Linked DNA regions of Mus musculus: regions 1, 2 and 4 are each linked to region 3. A link is a contact called in public Hi-C and HiChIP or PLAC-seq data. All regions are on one chromosome and are shown on one strand. The core of a region is the stretch at or near the end of the contact, and the rest is flanking DNA. Distances in the headings are between cores, read along the strand shown.

Region 1 (3,465 bases), core at 920-3,419, 89 kb after region 3:
AACACAGGGAGAAAGGACAAGAGCCACTCTTTGGCATGAATAGCACTGGCAACTCCAAGGAAGCAGTAAGTAAAGTTAGACTGTTAAGTCTGAATACTGAATCTTGTTTTTAAAAAAAATCTGGCCTGTGAAATTGCTGGGGAGACAGCTCAACAGTTTTATGTCCACCTTGCTCTTGCAGAGGACCTAATTAAGTCACACAGACAAGCACCAAGTCCCACTGCTAGTTAGTACAGAACTAACTCACAAATACACTGTGCTCCAGTGTCTCCTGCTTTCTGCTGTTTTCCTTACTTTGCTGTGGGTAGTGCACAGTACATGTGGATGTGAGAGCATTTGTAAGCTTGTGCATGTACAAGCCAGAGGTCAATGTCAAATGTCTATTTCTCAACTGATCTCCACTTCAGTGTTTGAGACAGGGTCTCTCACTGAGATTGGTGGAAAGGAGCTCTGGGATGTCTGTCTTCATTGGCCCCAGCGGTAGAGTTATAGACATGCACCTCCGGCTTTTATGTGGGTGCTAGGGACCTGGACTCCTGTTTTTATGCCAGCACGGCAGGAGCTTTACTGACTGCAATATCATAAAGACTGGAGACTGGAGATGACTCAAAAGTTAAGAGTTCTGGCTGCTCTTTCAGAGAATTGAGGTTTAGCTTCCAGCATCTACATGGTAGCCATGTGTTGAGTCTAATTTTAGGAAATCCACTGCAGTCCAAGTGTTGCAAGCAAAATACCCATACATACTTTTTAAAAGTAAACTGGATTATGCTGTAACAGTGTTTCATTAAATCATAAACATGAGGTCCTGGAGTTCTAAACTTAAGGAACCTGAAATCTGGTCATTAAAACAATAGGTAGCACATGCTTGCAATTCTATCCAAAAAGTCTTCTGATATTTTAACCTGCTGTTTTAGAATGACTTTAGCTGAAAAACAAAATGATGAATTGTAGTCTACTTTTTAATTTCCATTCTACAAGGAATGTCTACTAAATTATGATGACCCTTTCATCAGCACAGAAGATTCAAATCTGTAAACTAAAATTTCAGCCGGGCAGTGGTGGCTGCCAGCACTTGGGAGGCAGAGGCAGGTGGATTTCTGAGTTTAAGGCCAGCCTAGTCTACAAAGTGAGTTCCAGGACAGCCAGGGCTATACAGAGAAACCCTGTCTCGAAAAACCAAAAGCCACCCAACCAAACAAACAAAAAACCCTAAAATGTCTATATCTACTATTTAGCAAAAATACAGCATCTTTGCTCCTACTCTAATAGGATGACGGTAAACCCAGTGCAGTACATTTATGATGGGTAGTTTCTGTTGTTTTGGTAATTCTGGAGAAGTAGCCATCCTATTAGTTTCCCACAGAGGCTATCCCTAAGACCCACACTCTTACTTCATCTTGATAAAGACACTGTTGAAGATGACTTGCTCTGTTTTTGAAGACCAAGTCTTCCTACAGAGCCCAGGTAGAACTCAATCTGTCACTGCTCCCGAGTGCTGACTTACACCTGGGACACAGTCCCTTTAACTGCCACTTACTTTTCCATTTAATGAGGAATGAAAAGAAAACACCTGCATGTTATGAAATACTATGAGAGTGAATAGTGCCTGTTATACATAAATTTGCATTCCAACACCTAGATCATCATCTAGAACGAAGTTGTAATTTTCTCTTAAACCTGAAGTTTTAGGCATTTCTAATTTTAAATCCTTAAGGAATATGATTTTCAAGTCAGTGTAAAATAATTCAAAACAGTCCACAATGTTCAGTTTTTGCTAAATGAGCTAAAACTACATCAATTTTTTATGCAGACAATATTAGAACCAGTAATGTATATTGTTCCATTGATTCTTGTTACAAGAAATAGCACAAAAATGCACATAGTACTCTGTATCTATTGTGTTAGGAAAATGGCCTCAATCCACTTTTCCCAAACAGTGTTTGAATACTGTGGACTCCTCAACAGAAATGTGAGGTGGTTTAGAGTAAAAGGTTGCACTATCAGGGTCCCATGTGAGCCAGAGTGGCTAGGGCTGGTTTTGCCGACAGGTGTGGGTTTCTAATGTGCAACAGAGCCAAACTCTGGATTCCCTGGGGAGGTGGGCACGGACCAGAGCAAAAACTACCTAGAGTCACACTAGTGAAGCCACTGGCTTCTTGTCCTTCCACTTCCTTTTTCTCTGCCTAAGTGTGAGCCCAGCAACTGTTGCATAAGACACTGCTTTATGGGGAGGGACAAAAGACAAGGGTTAAAATGGAAGAAAAACAGAAAAAACTTAAATGCCAATTTAAAAGAGAGCTTTTTGCTAAACCTAAATGTGAAAAGGGTATTGGTTGATTTTCTTCCAACAATTTCCAAAAGAAGATACAAAGCTGCACCACACACCCACCAGCCCCCATGAGCCTGACTCAGGCCTCCAAAGGAAAATAGCCAATTAATGCAACCAGTGACCCTATGGGGAATTAGAATGCTGTACCTAAAGCCAGTGAAATGTTCAGTGGGTAAGGGAACTTGCTGCCAAGCTTAATGACTACATAGTGGGAGCAGAGACCCAACTTCTGACAGTTGTGCTGGCCTCCAACATGTGTGCTGTGACTTATGCCTGCCCACAAAAAAATTAATGAAAACACTTTTTAAAAAACAAATTTCCGGCTGAAGGTGTCCACCTGATGACCAAACACTCGGTGGAGTCCAAAGACTTCTGTTTAGTTCTGAGCACCTAAGTACAGGGAACTGTTTGTATTCCTACTACCCATGGGTAAATACTTAAAATCTGAGAATTTCAGGGAGACTCAAAGAGTTCCAATAATCATCCCAAGATTTTTTTTTTTTGGCCTCTGGAGAGTAGATCATATTTGTAGTATTTTACAATAAAATCTATAAGTCAGATATTCCTATGTTTTTGGTCTAAGCACATATATCAAATATTGTGCAATACCTACTCTCCCACAATACAGATTCTATTAAAGTATAAGGGAAGACAGGCAAGAGAAACAATACAGAATTATCTTATTCATCTTTAAGCTAGAGACTGCTCACCTGTTCCTTCAAAACCTTTATTCCCTTGTCCTGTGACTCTCAACACAGGACAAATGAAGTCTTTCATTGTCAGAGTGAAACAGTAAGGGGAGTGAGGAAAAACAGGTCAGAATTGATGTTCTGATTTTTCCTCCAGGAAGGACGAAGTAAAGGAATGAGCTAAATTTCATGATTTGTTCGGGGACTGAGGCAGTAGTGAAGGGGTAGCTCTGTTGCTACCTGTGAAAGGTGCAAGCCTCTATTTTCTTATCTGAGGAATACAGGAGTCCAGGTGATCTCTAAGATCCTTAGCATTATGGGATTTTTATATGAACTGGGTGTTTGACAGGAGGGCTCTGTATTTCTTATTCTAGATACTAACAGCCACATGAGAGGTATCTAAGAAGCCATGGTTTCTGAACTTTGGTGTTTTGTTTACTTTTTATC
Region 2 (3,369 bases), core at 536-3,035, 70 kb before region 3:
GAGGGTGTCATATTTCATTACAGATGGTTGTGAGCCACCATGTGGTTGCTGGGATTTGAACTCAGGACCATTCGGAAGAGCAGTCGGTGCTCTTAACCGCTGAGCCATCTCTCCAGTCCCCTTACTTTATTTAGTCTTACCAGACTTCTATTGGCTTTAGTCTTTTTTTTTTTTTCTAAATAAACCTCAACTTTATTCAGCTGACATGTTCTGAAAACAAGGGGTGTAAATAAATTGCCAATCAAAGCTATTTAAATTCAACAAGGCAAGCTGGCTTTTGAGAAAAAGCTTGAAATGAAACCTGTAAAACCTACTATTTACTTGGTCCTTGGATTTAGCATTCCTTCAAGTGGCCATACATGGAGAATACATCTATTTTCTTAGTCTTAGATTCCTTCTGGCACCCTACTAGCTTCAAACCCTGTCACTTAGACGACTGTACCAAGGTGCACACACCATCTGCTAGCTGCAGCTTCTGACAAGCTCTGATAGGGACGCAGGCCTCCTCCCCTAGAGGGTATCCCACTCAGGCTAGGGGCCCTTCCCTGCTGGAGCCTGTAAGGACAGTTTGCCCAATCAGGTCAGAGTCTTCTCACAAGGCACTGAATGGAAATTTGAGGGAGGGCAGCCTGGGCAACCAACTCAATGCCCCTTGAGTCCAGATCCTCTGCGTCCATTCCCTGCCCCCAGGCAGTAGTGCTGACCTCACCACAAATTCATTCCAAAGGGAGACCTGGCTGTGAAGGTGGAACATCAAGTTCACTAAAGCCAAGGATTGCTACAAAGGTGGAAACCCATTATGTACTACAAAACACTGCTCCAACAGCCAATGAAGGGCAGGGGCTAGGGCCTTTGCTGCCCACATTTTGAGTTCAAATGGCTCAATTACAGCTTGTACATCTTCCAAAGCATGCTGTCTGGTGGGATCTTCAGGTGCCAGGGGGCATAGGAGTCAGGTCTGTGCAGTACAAACTCTATGGCCAGCCAAGAGCCCATGCCTATCTGCCTCCCCAAAGTGAGATCAAGGTGTGGAGATGCTGCAGGTCTCCTGTCTTCGGAGAATACTTGGCTTCTCGAAACTTCCTGGTCCCAAGCGACTAGGAAACCACCTTCCACCTAGGACTTCTTTAATACCTGAACCTTTTGTTTAAGCTTGGATTCTGTGCCCCACTTTAGGCACTAAATGTAAGTAAATATACAGGGCTTTTTCTATGCCCACCCTGTTCTGAAATAATAACATGGAGATCTGGTATTTTTATAAATGAGCATCTTGCACTATATCGGGCAGGGTTCTTATCTATTCTAACTCTAATCTAACCTAATTAGTCCTCTGTGACTCCTTCTGGCAAACTCTCTGGTCTCTACAGGACCCTTTCACAGGAATTGGAAGTCCCATCATATTCTTTCCTGCACAGGAATTTGCTGAACAGCTATTAACCAATCAGAAGTGATGGAAAACAACTTTTACACAACATTGAGAAAGAAGATACATGACAATGCCAGTGTCCAGATGCAACAAGGTCTCGGGACGCAGTAATCAGCATCTGAATACACAGTGCACAAAACCATCTCCCAGGAGAGATCCACCTGCCTCTGTCTCCCAAATGCTGGTGTACACTATCACTACCCAGCTTATAAAACATATTTTTTTTTTATTTTTAAGGGCTAAGGGGCTAAAGAGACAATTCAAAAGTTATTTGTGCTGACTGCCCTCTCCAAGACTCAAGTTCAGTTCACAGCATCAATGTTGGACAACTCACACTGTCTTTAATCCCAGTCCAACAGGAATCAGACACTTCTGGCCTCAGAGAACATCCATACTCATGTGCACATACCAACTCCACACAGTCACTACATGTAGTGGTACATGCCTTTAATCCCAGAATTTGAAAAGTAGCAGTGGGTAGATTCCTGAGTCCAAGGCCAACCTGGTCTACATAGTGAGTTTCAGGACAGCCAGAGAGCCAGAGAGAGAGAGAGAGAGAGAGAGAGAGAGAGAGAGAGAGAGAGAGAGGGAGGGAGGGAGGGAGGGAGGGAGGGAGGGAGGGAGGGAGGGAGAGAGAGAGAGAGAGAGAGAGAGAGAGAGAGAGAGAGAGAGAGAGAGAGAGAGAGAGAGAGAGAGAGAGAGAGAGACCCTGCCTTAAAAAATAAAATAAGGGGCTGGAGAGATGGCTCAGTGGTTAAGAGCACTGACTGCTCTTCCTAAGGTCCTGAGTTCAATTCCCAGCAACCACATGGTGGCTCACAACCACCATCTGTGATGAGATCTGACACCCTCTTCTGGAGTGTCTGAAGACAGCAACAGTGTACTTACATATAATAAATCTTTAAATAAAATAAAATAAAATAAAATAAAATAAAATAAAATAAAATAAAAACACAGTTTTCCCTTAGGGCATGAACGCCAAACCTGTTCAGGCTGAATCAGCCCATCTAGTCTTCATACCACATGGAAATGCACTTTGCTAGAACTATTTAAATTTGATTGTTACTAGGGGCAGAGGAATTTATACTATTGTTCAGATATTGCACTATGTGTAGCCCAGGGAAGATGGGGGTTCCAGTGGTTTCTAAGGTTGCTAGGTGGATTATTGGCTGAGAAACATGTATGCATATTAAGGTCAGGGAACCAGCCTGTCAAGTGCATTACTACAAAATGGGGAGTTATATATAGCCAAAACCAGATAGGGTACCAGACTACACTATCTCCTATGCTTACCTGATCCATAAGGACCTGAATTCTGACTCTCAGCACTGATATGAAAGTCAGACATGTTCCCATGAACCCAGTGCAAAACATACCAGGGGCTGGCTAACCAGCTAGTCTAGCAAGCTCTAGGCACAGTGAGAGAGCTGCTCTCAAAAATTAAGATGGAGGGCCAGGCACGGAAATGCACAACTTTGGTCCCAACACTTAGTGGGTGGGGTTGAAAAGACAGGTGAATCTCTGAGAGTATAAGGCCAACCTAGCCTATATAGTGAGTTCCAGTCCAGCTGGGGCTACTTCAGATCTAGTCTGAAAGAAAAAAAAAGGAAAGAAAATGACACCCAATATTAACCTCTATCCTCTGTAGGTATGCATATCTCCATTTCCTCAACCTCTCACCTCCAACACACGCACATCGTACTTGATCATCTAACTACAGCTTTATCTTTCTAACTTGTTGAAGTTTTACTAAGTTTGTGATGGTTTTGACCAAAAGAATACAATAGAAATTGCTAAGCAGGGTGGCAAAACCTGTGATACTTAAAAGGCTGATGCAGACAGATTGAAAGGTGGAGCTACATAATAAAAACTGTAAGGGCCTGTGAATCGCTAAAGAATGACACCCCAGACTCTAATAGTATGTAAATGCAGTGTTTTATTCT
Region 3 (3,454 bases), core at 438-2,937:
ACAGTAGCTCACAACTATCTGTAACTGCAGTTGTAGGATATCCAATACTGTCTTGACATCCTCATTTTAATTCCTTGGGCTCCAGACATGCATGTGGCACAAATACATACATGCAAGCAAAACACACATTTTTTTAAAAAACTCTTTTTTTTAGATTTTATTTATTATTTATTTTATATGTAAGTACATTGTCGCTGTCTTCAGACACACCAGGGGAGGGAGTCAGATGTCATTAAGGATGGTTGCAAGCCACCATGTGGTTGCTGGGATTTGAACTCAGAACCTTCGGAAGAGCAGTAAGTGCTCTTAACCGCTGAGCCATCTCTCCAGCCCCCCAAAACACAGATTTAATAAATAGAAATAAAAAAACATTTTTAAAAATGAGCACCTGTTGTTCTTTCAGAGTTCAATTCCCAGCACCCACATGGTGGACCACAACCATCTGTAACTCCAGTTCCTGGAGATCTAACTCCCTCTTGTTGCTTCTCAGGGCATACACATAATGCACAAATATTCATGCAGGCAAATGTGTTTGTTTGTTTGTTTGTTTATAAAGACAGGGTTTCTCTGTATAGCCCTGGCTGTCCTGGAACTCACTTTGTAGACCATGCTGGCCTCGAACTCAGAAATCTGCCTGCCTCTGCCTCCCAAGTAAATGTGTATATTTAAAAGGAAATAAATATAAAAATTAAAAAAAAAAAAGGTTTTTGCCCATAGGTGATGGCACACACCTTTAATTCAAGAGACTGAATTTGAGGCCAGCCTGGTCTACAGAGTGAGTTCCAGGATAGCCAGGACTGCACAAAGAAACCCTGACTGGAAAAATGTAAAAACAAACAAAATGAAACAAAAAAAAACCAGGGTCTCACTGTGTAACCTAAGTAGACATTGAGTCTGTCATCCTCCAATATCAGTCTCCCAAGTGCCAGAATTACTCAAGCCTTTCATATCACAAGGCTGAAAGAACTTCTCTTGTGAAAAGGTAACTACTAATTGCAGCAGTCTGCTCCATACAAGTGGTTAGTGCAAGTGCTTGGGTTTCAGACCATCCAAGTTTAGAAGTTCAGGGGGCAGAACTGATTGGTAAAGTTTTGTTTTGTTTTGTTGTTGTTGTTTTATCAAAGTTGATTCTGGCTAGACCTTAAAGGGGATAAACTTTGTGGGAAGGGACGGCAGGGAAGGGGGTTGAATTCCCAAGAGGAGAGACTGACATAAACGAAGGGAAGATGCTTAGGAAGCGGGTAACCTTGATGACAACCAGTTTCTTTAGTCTTCTCACTAACACCCAATTCTTACAGTGCTCTCTGGGAGAGTTGCTTTCTTTGGATCTCCCTCTCACAGTTACCTTCTCGCTCGTCTAAAAGCACACTGGGGAGATCGCATTGGTTTGTGTGCAGACTTTTGTATGCTGAGTGCGGGGAGTGGAGCGGGAATACAGGACGCAGTTAAGCACGGTGTTGAGTGCAGAAGGACGTTTGTGCAAGTTTTTACATCTGCCGTGCTGTGGAAAGACCTGGGTCTGCATTACATCAAACGCGTGTGTTCCCAGCGTCTGTGTAAAGAAAGATTAGTCGCCGCAGGCTTCGCCGCTTGAGGTTCAGAGACACAACGCTGAGCTGGGAGCCCTCGAGCTCCCGGGCGAGCCACAGCGCGGCAGGCGGGGCTGCTCGGCGGAAGCCGAACTCTAGAGGCGGCGGAAGTGCCAGTCCGCACGGCCAAGATGGCGGCGCCCAGGCGGGTTTGGTTGGAGTAGGTTGCTGTTTGCAGAGACCCCGATCAAGTTACTCAGGTGGAGAACCCAGAAGCAAGGTGTCTGGTTACTTTATCATACCTGCTTGGGAGTCTTTGCACAGAAGTAGCTTGTGTTACCTAAACCTCGGGTACAGCTCTTCATTTCGAGCCTCACGAGCTGTCTCTTGGTTGCAGACGCGGGCGATCCAGGATGCTTAACTAGAGCCTGAGGTGCAATCTCTGGATTGGTCGTGTCGCCGATAGGCTGCGATGTAAGAGGCTATTCCAAAACCCAGTAAATCCATTGTTAGTTTTCCTTCGCTTTAGAGGTTATCTGTCGGAATTATCCTTATTATAATTCAAGGCGTAACTTTTAGCACTAATTGATTTTAGACAAATCCCCCCCCTGGAGTTTGTGGGGGAGTACATTTGCTTCTTTATGTAGCATGGGACTTGCTGTTTTCATTCACTGAAGTTTATTTATATAACAGATACTGTGGAAGGCACGCTGCATGCAGTAATAACTTGCTGTTGTTTTGAAAGGTTTCCTGTATCCCAGGTTGAATTGAAACGCCTTATCTTCCTGCCTCCACTTCCCAAATGCTGGGATTAGTCTGTCTCAGCCTTGTGCATTTTACAGGCTTGAAACTTAATTTGGAATAGCTTAAATAATTTGCCTAATTTTACACTAGTAAGTAGTGGAGCTAGTATTTTATTTCTGACTTAGGTTTCTAATGTTGCTGTTAAACAACCCGTCACAGCCCCGTGTTTGTGTGTGTATTTACTGGGCAGTGAAACTACTGGGGTTCGGGAATCGTCTCACAAACACCAATCTCAGACAGGGATAGTTTAGTGAGCATATATTCCATGACTTGACCAAATTCCATGGTCCAGATTTGGGAACTGGACCATACCCCTTGAATTAAGATCCTACAGGATTTTTAGGCCCCAAATCCACAAACATCTGTGCCAAGTTATTCAGGATTTAGGGATGGAGGATTTCCTTGGGAACATGTCTTTGTTGTACACCACTCACTGTGTTCCTATTGGTTGGGGTATTCAACTGTGGCAGGGGACTTGCCTTATCTAATATTCAGGTCTTAACTTGTCTACTGGGATGGGACTTGTCTAACATTCATGTGTCTTAACTTGCCAATTAGGAGGTCAATTACGCAAGTACATGTCTCTTTGTGCCAAGTAAACTTGACTTGACCACTACTCAAGATGGAAGTATTATTCCAAATAGTTTCTTATACTGGTACAAGTGTCTCTTTTTTTTTTTTTAAAGATTTATTTATTTATTTATTTATTATATGTAAGTACACTGTAGCTGTCTTCAGACACTCCAGAAGAGGGCGTCAGATCTCGTTACGGATGGTTGTGAGCCACCATGTGGTTGCTGGGATTTGAACTTCGGACCTTCGGAAGAGCAGTCGGGTGCTCTTACCCACTGAGCCATCTCACCAGCCCACAAGTGTCTCTTTTATGTTGGGGATCATCCCCAAGGCAACTTACACCATAAAAGCTCATACAAAGGTGTAGAAAGTGCTGTTGGGTGGTTGGTTTGGGTCCAAGCGAGGAGTTCTTCTGACTTCTGTCTTGATTGGTTTCAAAGGGCACAGAACATAACAGAATATATCATCAATCTTGACATTAGAAAGTTTCTGGCAACAGCAGAAACATATGAGAAGGTTTCCTTATAATGCCAAGCTATCCAGGTAAC
Region 4 (3,505 bases), core at 840-3,339, 71 kb after region 3:
AGGTGTGCACTACCACTGCCTGGCTATTGTTTGGCTTTTGACAAACACTATATAGTGCTAGGCTAGCCTTGAACTCTGGGAGGATCACTCAATGACCCATGCCACTTCAATTTTAGTAAAGCTGTGAAAAATTAGTCCAAAAAACATACAAGGAGAGATGGGCTGGAGAGATGGCTCAGTGATTTGCAGTTCCTACTGCTCTAGCAGAGGACCTAATTCAGTTCCAGTACCAACACGAGGTGGCTCACAACCACCTCTAACTCTAGGTCCAGAGGATCTGGTGCCTTCTTCTGGTATCCTCATATACTCACAGACCCACACAAAGACACATGCACATACATATAACTAAAAATACATCTTTTTCAAAAGGAAGAAAGGCACTATCATTTTTGAGTGACAAGGTGAGTTTTAAGGGCCAGTTAGTAACCACTGCAGGCTTCTGGTTCAGCGCACTGTTGCAACTACATAGCTGCTGCAGCATGAAGGTGGTACCCTCAGTCTGCAAGCACAAACAGTGACGTTTTACTCGAATGGAGTTCTTCCTCTCAGTGTTGAGACAGCCTTTGTGATGCTGTTATTCTCCCTAGCTGGCAGTGAAATTTAAGTCACAAAAGATGGTTGTTTTCTAGTAGCTATAAAGAAAGAATAGCAGTAGACCTTGGTGTAGTGGTATCTGTCTAGAACCCCAGCTACTTAGAAAGCTGAGCCAGGAGGAAGCTGAGTTTCAAGGCCAGTGTAGGCAATTTAATAAGATCTTGTCTCAAAATGAAAAAAGTCATGCTGAGGAGGTAGCTCAAAAGGCGCTTGCCACCAAGCCTTGACAACCTGAGTTTGATCCTCAGAATCCACATGGTAGAGAGAATCAAATCTCAAAAGATGTCTTCTGCATCCCACATATACTGCATATATGTGCTGTAAATATATAAACGCAAAATAAATAAAATAAAAATAAAATTTAAAAAGTTCTCATATACATACTTGTAAGAGGGTTGGTTCTTCCTCTAATACTTAACCCAAGCAACATCATCATCATCATCATCATCATCATCATCATCATCATCAACAACAACAACAAAAGAGCACACAAAAAAGAAACCTCCAGAAACCCTAAACCTCAAACCAGGAATAACCTCCAGAATACAAAACGTACACAGCCACAAAAAGGAAGAAAAGAAGGCATGTATGCATGCATGCATGTATAGTATATTGCCCACTGATGGTTGATGGGAAATAGCATGTGAGTTTGTTCTTATGCTTACAAAAGGAAAGAAAGAAAGAAAGAAAGAAAGAAAGAAAGAAAGAAAGAAAGAAAGAAAGAAAGAAAGAAAGAAAGAAAGAAAATATATAGAGAAACAGGGTCTGATATATTTTAGACTGGCTTTGAACTCGATATTTGATCAAGGATAACCTCCAACTTCTAATTCTATTGCTTCAACTACCCCAGACAAATTCTAGGATTAGAGGGGTGCCTTCATGTCTGGGATGGAACCCAGGGCTTTGTGCATTGCTAGCAAAGCATCCTACCAACAGAGTGACACCCCATCCCTTTAGTATGTATATGAAACATTTAAATGATGCCCACTAAGGGAAGGGAGCAAGGCATCGAGTAGAAGGATATGGAAGCTGAACTTCCCCTTAATATACCTTGTGTGACATTATGAAATACATCTTCATTCCCTTTCCTGGCATACAACTCCTAAAATCCATGGAGTCTTCAAAGTGATAGTGTCTTTTAGTATGCTAATGAGTTGACTGGTGGCTGCAAGCCCATAGGTAGCTTCAGGACAGGGGCTGGTCCCTGGAAAGACCAAGGCAGTATTAGAGAGCTGAGACTCAGATCTTCAAGGAGAAAGAGGCTGAAGGTTAAGCAGATTACCAATGGCTAATTGATTTGCTCAATCTTTCCTTTGTAATGAAGCCTCAAAAACAAAAAACAAAAACAACCAACCACCACCACCACCACCAAAAGCCTTCATAGGATAGGATATGGAAATCTGAGCCCCTGAACCAGAGGAAGTTCCTAGAGGGTGGCCTGTCCAGAGGGGTAGGGTTTTCTCGAAAATGTCCCACCCTATGAGTCATTTCAGTTGTATCCTTTGTAATAGCTATAAAAATAAACTTGAAAATCTAACCAGGGGTGATGGTACATACCTGTAATCCCAGCATTGAGGAAGTAGAGACACAAGAATCTCAAATTCAAAGTCAACTACAACTTCACAGAATTCCAGGCCAGACTAAGCTATGTAAGACCTTGACTCAAACAAAAACACAAACAAACCTAAGTATGCCTGAGTCCTGTGCAACACTGTAGCAAATTAACTGAATTCAAAGGCGCTTCAGGCCCATAGCTCAGAAGCACAGAAAAAAAAGACCCTGGATATTCATGGGAGGACTGAGCCCTCAATTTGTGCTTAGTATTGGCTCAGTGGTTGAATTGAATTATGAGACACTTAGTTGGGGTATGGTATAGAATCAGTTGCTAGTTTGCCAGTGGGAGAAATTATCATACTAGGGATCATGGAAACTTGTGTTAATTGTTGTTAAACTTGTAAGAAACTGAATTTGGGGACTGGAGAAATGGCCCAGTGGTTAAGAGAACTGGTTACTCTTGCAGAGGATCCAGGTTCGGTTACCAGTACCCACACAGTGGGTCACACCCATCTATAACTATAGTTCCAAGGGATCTGATGGACCAGGTGCACAGATATGTATAGAAACAAACTGTAATTAGTAACTTAAAAAAAAAAAGGATTTGAGTGTGATATGATGCAGACCTGTAATCCCAGAGTATGTACATGTATCACATGCGTGCACTAACCCTCAGAGGCCAGAAGAAGGTACTGGATCCTAGACCTGGAGTTACTTGTGGTTGAGAGCCACTATGTGGATACTGGGAATCAAACACAGGTCCTCTAGAACAATAGCAGGTGCTCTTAAGTGCTGAGTCAGCTCTCCTTTCTTCTTACAATTTTTTATTTAAAAAGGGTAATATTCCCATCAATAGGCAAGTGAGTTTTCAACAATGGGTGTTGAAGCCAGGAAGTGGTGGTACATGCCTTTAATCCCAGCACTTGGGAGGCAGAGGCAGGTGGATTTCTGAGTTCAAGGCACGCCTGGTCTACAGAGTGAGTTCCAGGACAGCCAAGACTACACAGAGAAACCCTGTCTCAAAAAAAAAAGACATCAGCTGGTGTGGTGGCGTATGTCTTTAATCTCAGCATCTGGGATAAAGAGGTGGGCAGATTTCTGTGAGTTCTATGCCAGCTTGGTATACATAATGAGTTTCAGGACAGTTAGGACTACAAAGAGAAACCCTGCCTGGAAGGAAGGAAGGAAGGAAGGAAGGAAAGAAGGAGGGAGGGAGGGAGGGGAGGGGAGGGGAGGGGAGGGGGAAAAGAGTCAGGCATACAAAGATTATACATACATGATTTCATGCATATGAACTATTTAGAAAGCAGATGAGTAGCTGCCTGAGAAGTTGTGGGTTTCTTATAATTACCTTTTA

What was found. Hi-C and Micro-C count contacts between places; a contact is called where the count stands out from the background. HiChIP or PLAC-seq counts read pairs in DNA pulled down with a chosen protein or histone mark.
Region 1: an H3K4me3 HiChIP or PLAC-seq map of the 230-238 cell line shows a contact between it and region 3, with 33 read pairs. The contact joins the enhancer-like site here to the promoter of Rpap1 in region 3. A contact is called at or near these places in 4 of 39 promoter capture datasets (3T3-L1-derived adipocytes, the C10 cell line, hippocampal neurons and 1 more), 3 of 15 datasets of contacts at CTCF or cohesin (CD8 T cells, large pre-B cells and pro-B cells), 11 of 484 Hi-C or Micro-C datasets (B cells, the HPC-7 cell line, Th1 cells and 3 more), 11 of 115 datasets of contacts at active chromatin or transcription factors (the 230-238 cell line, the HPC-7 cell line, the SCID.adh cell line and 4 more) and 4 of 9 other capture datasets (adipose tissue, embryonic stem cells, liver and 1 more).
Region 2: an H3K27ac HiChIP or PLAC-seq map of embryonic stem cells shows a contact between it and region 3, with 19 read pairs. The contact joins the enhancer-like site here to the promoter of Rpap1 in region 3. A contact is called at or near these places in 16 of 39 promoter capture datasets (the 3T3-L1 cell line, 3T3-L1-derived adipocytes, the C10 cell line and 12 more), 1 of 15 datasets of contacts at CTCF or cohesin (large pre-B cells), 21 of 484 Hi-C or Micro-C datasets (CD8 T cells, the G1E-ER4 cell line, cerebellar granule neurons and 10 more), 19 of 115 datasets of contacts at active chromatin or transcription factors (SST interneurons, bone marrow-derived macrophages, embryonic stem cells and 8 more) and 4 of 9 other capture datasets (adipose tissue, embryonic stem cells, liver and 1 more).
Region 4: a Hi-C map of Sertoli cells shows a contact between it and region 3, with 2.9 times the contacts expected there. The contact joins the enhancer-like site here to the promoter of Rpap1 in region 3. A contact is called at or near these places in 1 of 39 promoter capture datasets (hippocampal neurons), 6 of 484 Hi-C or Micro-C datasets (B cells, Sertoli cells, Th1 cells and 2 more), 5 of 115 datasets of contacts at active chromatin or transcription factors (the 230-238 cell line and embryonic stem cells) and 4 of 9 other capture datasets (adipose tissue, embryonic stem cells, liver and 1 more).

What each region holds. Positions count from the first base shown.
Region 1 is chr2:119,697,340-119,700,804 of GRCm38.p6, reverse strand. All of the region lies in intron 2 of Rtf1 (RTF1, Paf1/RNA polymerase II complex component), which reads right to left. Among named protein-coding and RNA genes, the nearest start is that of Rtf1, 24 kb to the right of the region's middle. Within about 2 kb of position 2,169, at least 35 of the 459 cell types and tissues checked have an H3K27ac peak or open chromatin away from gene starts, as enhancers often do. A contact at or near this core is called in the 230-238 cell line, 3T3-L1-derived adipocytes, B cells and 4 more, where this site is marked.
Region 2 is chr2:119,855,732-119,859,100 of GRCm38.p6, reverse strand. No RefSeq gene overlaps it. Among named protein-coding and RNA genes, the nearest start is that of Mga, 40 kb to the left of the region's middle. Within about 2 kb of position 1,785, at least 6 of the 459 cell types and tissues checked have an H3K27ac peak or open chromatin away from gene starts, as enhancers often do. A contact at or near this core is called in embryonic stem cells, where this site is marked.
Region 3 is chr2:119,785,770-119,789,223 of GRCm38.p6, reverse strand. Rpap1 (RNA polymerase II associated protein 1) reads left to right here and starts at 1,687. Exons shown (of 25, transcript NM_001163701.1): 1 at 1,687-1,809.
Region 4 is chr2:119,715,550-119,719,054 of GRCm38.p6, reverse strand. The region is part of intron 6 of Rtf1 (RTF1, Paf1/RNA polymerase II complex component); the gene reads right to left. Among named protein-coding and RNA genes, the nearest start is that of Gm25857, 24 kb to the left of the region's middle. Within about 2 kb of position 2,089, at least 5 of the 459 cell types and tissues checked have an H3K27ac peak or open chromatin away from gene starts, as enhancers often do. A contact at or near this core is called in Sertoli cells, where this site is marked.